Regions from separate parts of the Mus musculus genome. Here regions 2 and 3 are each linked to region 1. A link is a contact called in public Hi-C data. All regions are on one chromosome and are shown on one strand. The core of a region is the stretch at or near the end of the contact, and the rest is flanking DNA. Distances in the headings are between cores, read along the strand shown. Region 1 has its middle 54 kb from the start of Rubcnl. Region 2 holds the start of Siah3 (siah E3 ubiquitin protein ligase family member 3). Region 3 overlaps Siah3 (siah E3 ubiquitin protein ligase family member 3).

Region 1 (2,943 bases), core at 291-2,790:
GCCTCGCTCGTAAACCCATTCAGTTCTAGACCTACGTAGCCAACTGCGGCCAACATGTGGACCTCATTCTGTCTTTCACAGATATTGGAAATCCTGGAAACTTGAAATAATTAGCAAATTGCCCAGAGAGTTATTAAAAATAATTTTCATAAGGTGGCACAGAAGTTTGAGGGTCCTGATGGCTGCTCATGCCGCAGGAACTAAATCCCTGTTAGTCGTGGTTGTGATGCTTCTTCGTGAAGCAGAGGTTAGCTGCCCTCAGTCGACATCCTGACCACCCCTGAAATGCCCCAGAGAAGATGCATTTCAGCAGGGGGCCCCGATGAGCCACCTATAGGCTCCATCTGAAGTAGAGATGTTGCCAAAACAGCCAGGTTGCCTTGGGAAGGAAGTATGGTGTGGAGGAAGGGGGGGGGGGGACGACACGGGTCGGGTGGAGAGTGGGTGAGGGTGGAGGGTGAAGAGGCGTGGTGTGGGGGTGGCGTCAATGGTGAGGTATGCGAGGAGTAGAGGGTGGTGTGGAGGGCGAGGGTGAAGGCTAAAGTGTCCCTCTGTGGCAGACAGAAAGGGCTCCCACCCCAAACTCACCCTACACCTACATCCAAATCCCTGGAGCATGCGCTGAGGTCATGCAACCCGCAATTGACGGAACTGGAGTTCCTGGTTGAATTAACATTTCTGGTCAGCTGACCATGCAGTAGGGAAGCCACCACCAGCACTAACCCACCAGCATTAACCCCAAGACCCCCATTTCAAGCTTCGGAGCTTCGGAGTTGTGAGCTGCTAAGGTCGTGATTCATTCGAAGCCACTGGTTTGTGGTTGTTACAGCAGCAACAGGAAACTCCTGCCATCTGAGTGTGTGACTGCCTTCGCAGAGCAGCTGCTTCATCGCCTTTTCAAGACACGCCCCTTGGAGAGCCCCTTGGTAGTGTTATGGTATTCACTGGCAGAATCTTCTGGAAAAACAAGCTGGTCAAAGCAGGAAGGCTGCTTCTGCAGTGTCTTCCTCCTAGCCTGCTGTTTCCTCCTTTAAGGTGTTCTGTTTACAGATGGACCCAAAGATGATAGTTTGCATTTGATGACCATGGCACTTACAATTCAAATGTAGTCTAAAAGAGCTGGGAATTTGATTTTTTTTTCTTCCCTTGCCCGATCACTAATTTTAGAGACACAATCGTTGCAGAAGGCATTGATCTTTTGTGCTGCACCAGATATTAGATATTATTTGCCAGGAAAGGGTTGAGGGAGGGCAGCAGGGAGGGGCCACGGGGGTTGGCAGACTGTGGTTTCTACTGCTTGCAACACCCATCAGTCATCCTGCTTGATGCAACTTGCGGAAGCCCTAAGAACGGCATGGCAAGGGGGGAGGGGAACAGCAGACCCTCTGTAGTGGGGAGCTCAGCCCCTGACTGGTGGACCTGCTTTCTTCAGAATAAACTTAAGTGTTGGGTTTTGGTGACTATTTATGGAGGTTCACACAGTTACTGTCATGGCTGGGACACAATACTGTGGCTTGCACTAGGACAACCATACAGACCTGCAAGACTCAAGCTAGTTCTGACACATGCAAGCCCACATGTTTCCTGTCACCTATGTCTGTTCTCGGAGGCAGTATCTCGGTAAGGAAGGTTGAGGAGAGCCAACGACTGTCCAGTTTCTCAGGGCCTACCAGAGGGTTCCCTTTTCTGCAACAAGCCACAGGAGGAGGAAGGATTGGTACATTAAGGTTTCCCTTTCTTTAAAACCTTTCCCCTCCCCTCTCCTCCCATTTTGTCCCCTCCCCTCCCTTTTTGTCCCCTCCCCTCCCCCTCAAGACAAACCATGTAGGCCAGCCCCAAGTAGAGGATGTCATGTCTTAGTGGGATTCATGCTGTATTTATGCTTCATAAAATTTAAAAAGTTTATAAAGTTAAGCTACCAGAAAATGGAGTTGAATATAAGAAAAATTCCAGTAGCCACATGGAGATACTGTTTCCTCCATAATGGATCAGTCAATATTTTCCAAGATTCGACTCAGTTTGGAGGCTCAGTAGGATGGGAAGGGGAATAATGTCACCTTCTAAGGTACAACTTGGAGGGGTCAAAAGGTTTGCGGAAAGAAACCAGCGTTCTGTAACAGAGGCTCAACCACACTTCTATGTATCGCTCTGTTATCTTGCTGTTCAGGGTCTGCTGTTTCCTTACTTGATAAAGTTACCTGTAAAACAGAGATGTGAGCTTGAAGTGTTTCACTGAGTGGCGAGAGAAGCAGGTAGCATCCGCCAATCCTTAGGTATGATTTTTGATGAAAAAGTATCAAAGGTCTTTCTAGTTGAAATTTGCTACAGTGTGTCGGCGCAGAGGCCTGGAGCCCTGTCTGCCAGTGAACCAGAAAACTGTTACAGCCAGGGAGGCTTGGCTACCTATGCCTTGGAGCCCGTCGCCCACTCAATTCCCATTGGATTTTTAAATAGATTTCCTGAGATGTCTGAAAATTATGTAAATTAGAGGCCAGGGTCCAATTTAGAGATAATGTCATAAAAAATTAAGAATCTCTTTGAATAAGAGAATGACACATGCCTTTGAGGGAGGGGGATAAATCTAGTGTGTTTCTTCAGGACCAGGGAACATTCAGGCACCTGGAATTGTGTGTCAAGAGTGTGTTCAGCAGCCTCCCACTGAGCACTGTGCTGAGACTAGGATTTGGGTCTGTTTAGTTTTCATAGGACTTTGAAGATGGGAACCTTGCTGGTTCTTAATGAAAGGGTACCCTGATTGCTTGGGGCTGGCTGGTATGGAATGGGCTGTGGTTTAGATAGTGTGCCAGTCAGACTTTGTGTTGCTGTGACCTAAATAAAACTACCACACAGAAGAATTCCTCATTTCACTCACACTTTCTGAGGTTTTTGGCGCTCGTGGTGACAGAGTGTGGTGGGGCAGAATTGTTCAACTCGAGGCAACCA
Region 2 (3,050 bases), core at 270-2,769, 390 kb after region 1:
TGTCTTGTCATCAGAGTTTATATCTCTTGCAGTGTGGGCCCTGTGACACCAACACATGTGACTTTTTGTCATCAAGACAGATGTTGTCATGTACAAAGTTCATACTGTCAACAGTGAGGTAGAGTGTTGTGTGTGTGTGTTTTGTTTTGTTTTGTTTTGTTTTAGTCTCACGATGCTTCAAGCAAGTTTACAATTTTGTGCTGCTTGACTGTGTTTGTAGATATCCTGGAGACGTGTGTGAGGGTCCAGGAAGGAGCCACAGCCTCATACCAATGGCTTCAGCTCAGTCTATCTGACCACTCAGTGTAGAAGCAGCCAAAGAACTAAAACTCACTATTCCCAGTTCTTGGGCTTTCGTGGCAGAGACTAAATAAACCATGGAACTTATTCCCTGCAAGCCCAAAGCCTTTAGGAGCTGTCCTTCAGGACCCTGTGGGTGGCCTCAGAGCCTGCCCCGGCACGGGGTTGGCAGTGCTCTGTGGCAGCTACTGACTAGACTGGTCTCTGCCTATCTGCGCTGCTGCTGTTGCTGCTGCTGCTGCTGCTGGCATTCAGACAAACAAGTGTTGTGCTGTGTGTATTCCTAATCTCTATTTTAATGTCTCCAACAATCTACTGGTTAATTAGCAATTTGCTGCCCACAAATATGCAAATGAGTGACAAGCCTAGGTTCTCTGCATCTGTAATTATTCTGCTGATGTACAATCCACTTTCTTCCCCCTGTAGGTTTTTCTATGTGTGTGTGTTCGTGCATCAGGGATTTCATTATTTTTAGAAGCGTGCTCTGTGCATCTTTATGCTTTAATAAAAGAGAGTTCAGTGATTACTGTATTTTGAAATATATATACTATATGCATGTCCCTCCTCAATTCCAAATTCATCTGTCGGATTCTTTTTTTCTTAAAGAACAGTGAGTTTAGATTTATCAAGAGGCTACAGTCCAAATTGCAGAGAGTCAGAGCATAAGACTGAAAGATACACATTTCTGCGGCTGCCAAATTCTTATCTTGAATCAGTATCTTGTAGTATTTGATTTTCTCCAGGCAGCTCCGTGAGTAGAGCCACAAGCTGACGACCCCATCTGCCTGTTGGAGCACAAAGCTTTCCTGTTTGGAGGTGGAAATGTTTTATATTTTTTTCCTTTTTTGGATGGGGGTTTTGTTCAGGGCACTAAGAAAGGCTCTCATGTTAAATTAAGTCAATTAATAAATGGAGACACATTAAGCAATCAATTTTGTCAGCCTATCTCCCCAGCATTATGTATGGTTGGCTGTAATCACAAGATAAATGCAGTGTGCTGATCTATGGTAATGTTCAATAATACATTCTCCGCCAGGCTCAATTCATCAGGGAGTTTCAGTAGGGGAGGTATTTGTTATTGGCTGTCTCTGAACCTCAAGGATAACATTTCTGTCCTTTTGATTGGCTGCCTCGCTGCTGCAAGATTCTAACCGTCTTATTTTGATGATGAATATGAAGGCGCGCTAAGCCGGGCTGGAACGGAGAGTCTCCGAGGCTGTGCTCCATTCAGAGCCCAAGGACTTACAGCTTCCTCCGCTGCCTTCCTGTGTCAACAACCCCCCAAAAGTTGTGATGCTTTTCTTTACACAGTGCTTTGGGGCTGTGTTGGATCTCATTCACCTCCGGTTTCAGCACTACAAGGCTAAACGGGTTTTCTCTGCTGCTGGGCAACTTGTCTGTGTGGTCAACCCCACGCACAACCTAAAGGTGAGTCGCTTCCTCTCGTGCTTTCTGCCATCTCCGCGGGGGCTCTAGCCTTTTCTCAGGAGACTTCTATCAGGGAGCTCATGCAGGCAGTTTGCTGGTGCTAGGATCCCGGGGTCTCAGGGGATGCTTGCCTCATGCTCGCTCTCTGGATAGCTTGGTGCTGTTACTGTGACTGTGTGGTGTTTTCTGGACTGGCAAGCAACCAGAAGAGCAGGCATATAGTGTCTTCCTCACACGGTCCTCCGAGGGGAGTCAGGGGAGTCGGGGGTGGAGGGGCAGAGGGGGCAGGGGGAGGGGCAAAAGGGAGGGTGAAGGGAAGAGAAGGGTAGAGGTGTCCTTACCTCCCTCCCAAGCATTTGTGGGCCAGTGCCGAGGAGAACAAAAAAAATCTGAAAAGTTACCCAAATTGCTGTCTGTCCCGCCGGTCAGTGCAATGCAAGGATTTGGCTGTGCAGAAGTAGCTTCAGGACTGGGGAGCTCTGATACAGGACCCGGGAGTTGGCAAGGGGCCGTTTCTGCAAGAGTTAGCCCTTGTCCTCAAACTGTGTCAAAGTGTGTGTGTGTGTGTGTGTGTGTGTGTGTGTGTGTGTGTGTGTGTGAGAGAGAGAGAGAGAGAGAGAGAGAGAGAGAGAGAGAGAGAGAGAGACTGTCTGTCTGTGTCTGTCTGTCTGTCTGTCTGAGTTGCTGGGAGGAGTTTAGCTCCTTTCCCTCCTGCCAAGGAGATGTGAGCCTCCTCTGAGAGCAGTCAGAGGAGGGCTTCGCTTCAATTGTGTAATAATGAAACCAGCTAGGAGCTGCAGCGGCTGCCTGGAGCCTGCAGGCGGCTGGCTGCTGAGCTGCCTGCCAGTGGCTGCCTCACCTGCTCGCTCGGTGCTGCTTTCACCGTGTTCATCCCTTCACGTCAATGTTCTAAGCCAAAATGCAGGGCCAGAAGGACCTCTCCATGTCAGGGTGCAGATGAGGAAATTAATGAAGAGACACTGCCTAGGGATGCCGGGGAGGTGGGGAGTGGGGAAAGGGCATGCTGGGACAGCGCAACTGAACTCCCTGGAGGTGGAATGGTCTGAAAATCAACTAAAACGCAGGACTCTAGATTAGATTGCCGCTTGCTTGCCTACCTTCACTGTACTGGGAGACTGAGGGACAGGGGGAGGGGCTGTGTCTGCAACTGAGTGTGGGACTGTCTCCTGGAGACCGAAGCTGTGATTCTGACCACTGTGGTCCAGCAGTGTTGAGCGATGCTTGTGGTGGGTGCGATGTCGATGTTGTACAATAAACTCTCATGATCAGATGCATGGTCCTTAATCCTCTTGCTGCAGACC
Region 3 (2,980 bases), core at 103-2,602, 440 kb after region 1:
GAGAGAGAGAGGTAAGAGAAGCTGCTTTGGAATTGCACATGAAAACCTCATTAAGCTAAATAGTAGAAAATTATGAGCAGCTATAAAAATGGATAATTTATTAATTAAAGCTAAGTTCTTTACTAACAAATGAATTTAAATACTGTGAGAAGGAACGAGATTAAGGAACTTCCTATTCTGTGGATAAGAATTCCCTCAAGGCTCTGCTCTCCCAGTCCCCCTGTGCATTCCTGCTTTACCAGCTGTCTGCCGGGCTCGGTGTGACTACTAATCAGGCAGCTATCCAACTGGAGTACAGCCCCATTACCTCTATTGTAAAGGGACAATGGAGCCTAGTGGGACTTAGAGGTCGTTAAAGAATCAAAGACATACAGGGGGAAGGCTGAAGTCTTTTAGAACCTTCTCCTTGACCCCTACAAGGATTTCGGGGGCTTTTGTGAGGTGAGAAGGGACTCCCAGGTCTGACCAAGTGGTCAAGGGAGTGAGTGACCCTCTTACCCACCCTTCAAGCTCCAACTTTCCTGAGAGCTAGCCCAGACTCCCCTCAGAGGCCACGTTTGCATTTTAACAAAGTTGTATAGGTGATCTGTGTGCGCACTGCACAGGGTTGAGGACTGTGGGTCTAGCTCACAGAGTAGTTAGTGAAAGGGGCTTTCTGGTGCTTGTGAAACTGCTAGGATTGCTATATGTGATTTACACACGTGTGAACTTTGGGATGGGGTGAGCTGTAGATGTGTCCTCCACTCCACTGATTCCCTTAGGTATGAGGTGGAGAGAAAGGAAGTAAGCCAGCTGTCCTGGATGATCCTAGGGAACTCAGGTGCAGGTTGTCATACAAGACAAAGAACTTCAGCCTTGAGAAGGCTGAACTAGAGACTGAGGACTTCATCTCTAATTAAGAGAGCAGGCCTTTTTGGAGTCTAGAAACTGCATAGAAAATGAACACTCTCCAATAGGGAGGACAAAATAGACCAAGGTGGAAATGAGCCATGGTGGATTCTGGGAAGAAATAACTATATGGGGACAATTTGAATTGCCTTGAAGTCGCACCAACTAATTATCTTAAACACTAATAAACTTGTCCCTTAGAGACACATCGCAACTGTAATAACTCAAAGATGAGCAGCAGATGAATGAGTTACTTGGGACTGGATGGATGGCTAAGCTCCCAAGCCCAGAGGGCAGCAATTTCCCCTTCTCCCTTCCTACCTCCCTGAAGCCTGATTTTTATTAAATATGCACCTAGCATCTGGCAAAGATCTAGACTTAATAAAACACCTGCCCCACCTCACTTACAAGGATGCTTGATGCTATCAGTAGCTCTTTGAGGATGCACAGTTCCTCGGGTTGGGGTGAGGGGAGCCACTTCTGCAGTGAGGTGTTTATTTCCTGAGCTGAGCCCTTTAGACTAGTCTCAGAAAGGAACTTTCTGGCTCTAGGACCACAAGACAAGGTCTGTACTCTCGCCGGCAGGGCTGTGGGCTTCTTCAGTGCCTGTCTTCCAACTTTCCAGGTCCTATGGCTCTCTAGAACTGACCTACAAGGTTCTTGGTCTCCATTGTTCTCATCCAAGTGTGACTCTCAGGCCCTTATTCCCATCCCCCAGCTAGGTATTAATGTCACAGGCAACCAGATAGAACCTCCAACAGAGGAGCCAAAGGAACGGGGAAGGTGAAAGACCTAAATTCTTAATCCAGTTAGTCCCATTTATCAGTGACCTGGAGACAATAGCCACACATACACCTCTCCCCCATTTTTCTGTTCAAGAGCCCTGAAGGAGAAACACTCAAGGAAGAGATAGCTGAGGAGGGTTATGCGAGGATGAATAGCCCGATTTGTTCATAGGCTTCTCTGAACTGGCAAAGCAGCCTTGCCTTAAACAAATGCTTGACAATGGTAATGATGACCATGACAAGGGTAGTGGTGAGGGTGTTGGTTATGGTGGTAGTGGTGAGGGTGGTGATGAGGGTGGTGGTAGAGCTTTCATTTGTGAATTACAAATTTCATTACAGGGCCATGCTATTTCACACACACACACACACACACACACACACACACACACACACACACACAAACCTTTTCCTCCAATGCAGGCTTAAGTTCAAATAACCACTTTAGGCTTTCTTAAGAATTTATCCTTATAGTGGGATATGTGCCCTGTGATCAGGACTGCTAGGCTTGTTCTGCTCATTGTAGCCAGGATGCACTGTCTAGTGGTCAGGTGGACATACTCATTGGAAGACTTTAGCTGATGACAATATTAATCCCAGCTGAAATTATGAAGAGTCTTTAAAGGATATTTAGGAAGGGCATTCATGATTAATTATCTCCTCTACTTTAGGGTATAATTCTAGAAATTATGGAAAGAGCATGTCATCAGCTCTGCCCCAATCAACCAGCTGTGGCTTTCTTACTTTGGTCTCTAGTGTGACACAACGTTCTCTGAATCTCACTCAGTCCTTCCCCACACTCTGTGCAATCTTATAATTCCCACTTTGTAAATCAGGAATCAGAAGCATGAAGAGGTTAATTAAAGAGTCCAGGATTCATACCTATATTAGTATGACTTCAAAAATCAATTTTCTTTCTATTCTACATCCCTGATTTCACATCCACTTTTGATAACAGGGCACATATCCCATTTTAAGGATAAATTCTTATGAAAGCCTAAAGTGGTTATTTGAACTTAAGCCTGCATTGGAGGACAGGATGTGTGTGTGTGTGTGTGTGTGTGTGTGTGTGTGTGTGTGTGTGTGTGTAATAGCATGGCTCTTTGTTCAAGCTTTGTGTGATTCTGGTTGGTAGCATGGGCTGAGGGGTGACAAGTGTCCTGGGAAGAGCCTCTGAGCTACATCCAGGCCAGAGTGTAGACACCATGTCTTCTGATGGTTGCATCACCTCCAGTTTCACATATCCAGGCAAGAGTGAAATACTAAGGTAAGAAATCAGAATTCTGATCAGAAACCCCAGGAAGGTTGGA

What was found. Hi-C and Micro-C count contacts between places; a contact is called where the count stands out from the background.
Region 2: a Hi-C map of Th1 cells shows a contact between it and region 1, with 2.3 times the contacts expected there. The contact joins the promoter of Siah3 here to the enhancer-like site in region 1. A contact is called at or near these places in 4 of 39 promoter capture datasets (cranial neural crest, embryonic stem cells and stem cell-derived epiblast-like cells), 5 of 484 Hi-C or Micro-C datasets (B cells, CD4 T cells, CD8 T cells and 2 more) and 1 of 115 datasets of contacts at active chromatin or transcription factors (effector CD8 T cells).
Region 3: a contact with region 1 is called in a Hi-C map of Th1 cells, with 2.4 times the contacts expected there. The contact joins two enhancer-like sites.

Annotation. Positions count from the first base shown.
Region 1 is chr14:75,068,186-75,071,128 of GRCm38.p6, forward strand. No RefSeq gene overlaps it. Among named protein-coding and RNA genes, the nearest start is that of Rubcnl, 54 kb to the left of the region's middle. Within about 2 kb of position 1,541, at least 123 of the 459 cell types and tissues checked have an H3K27ac peak or open chromatin away from gene starts, as enhancers often do. A contact at or near this core is called in B cells, CD8 T cells, Th1 cells and 2 more, where this site is marked.
Region 2 is chr14:75,454,463-75,457,512 of GRCm38.p6, forward strand. It overlaps Siah3 (siah E3 ubiquitin protein ligase family member 3), which reads left to right and starts at 1,520. Exons shown (of 2, transcript NM_001128093.1): 1 at 1,520-1,728. The coding sequence starts at 1,594. Gm41212 (a long non-coding RNA gene) reads right to left here. Exons shown (of 2, transcript XR_874827.2): 1 at 2,130-3,050.
Region 3 is chr14:75,505,044-75,508,023 of GRCm38.p6, forward strand. The region is part of intron 1 of Siah3 (siah E3 ubiquitin protein ligase family member 3); the gene reads left to right. Among named protein-coding and RNA genes, the nearest start is that of Gm35966, 19 kb to the right of the region's middle. Within about 2 kb of position 1,353, at least 33 of the 459 cell types and tissues checked have an H3K27ac peak or open chromatin away from gene starts, as enhancers often do. A contact at or near this core is called in Th1 cells, where this site is marked.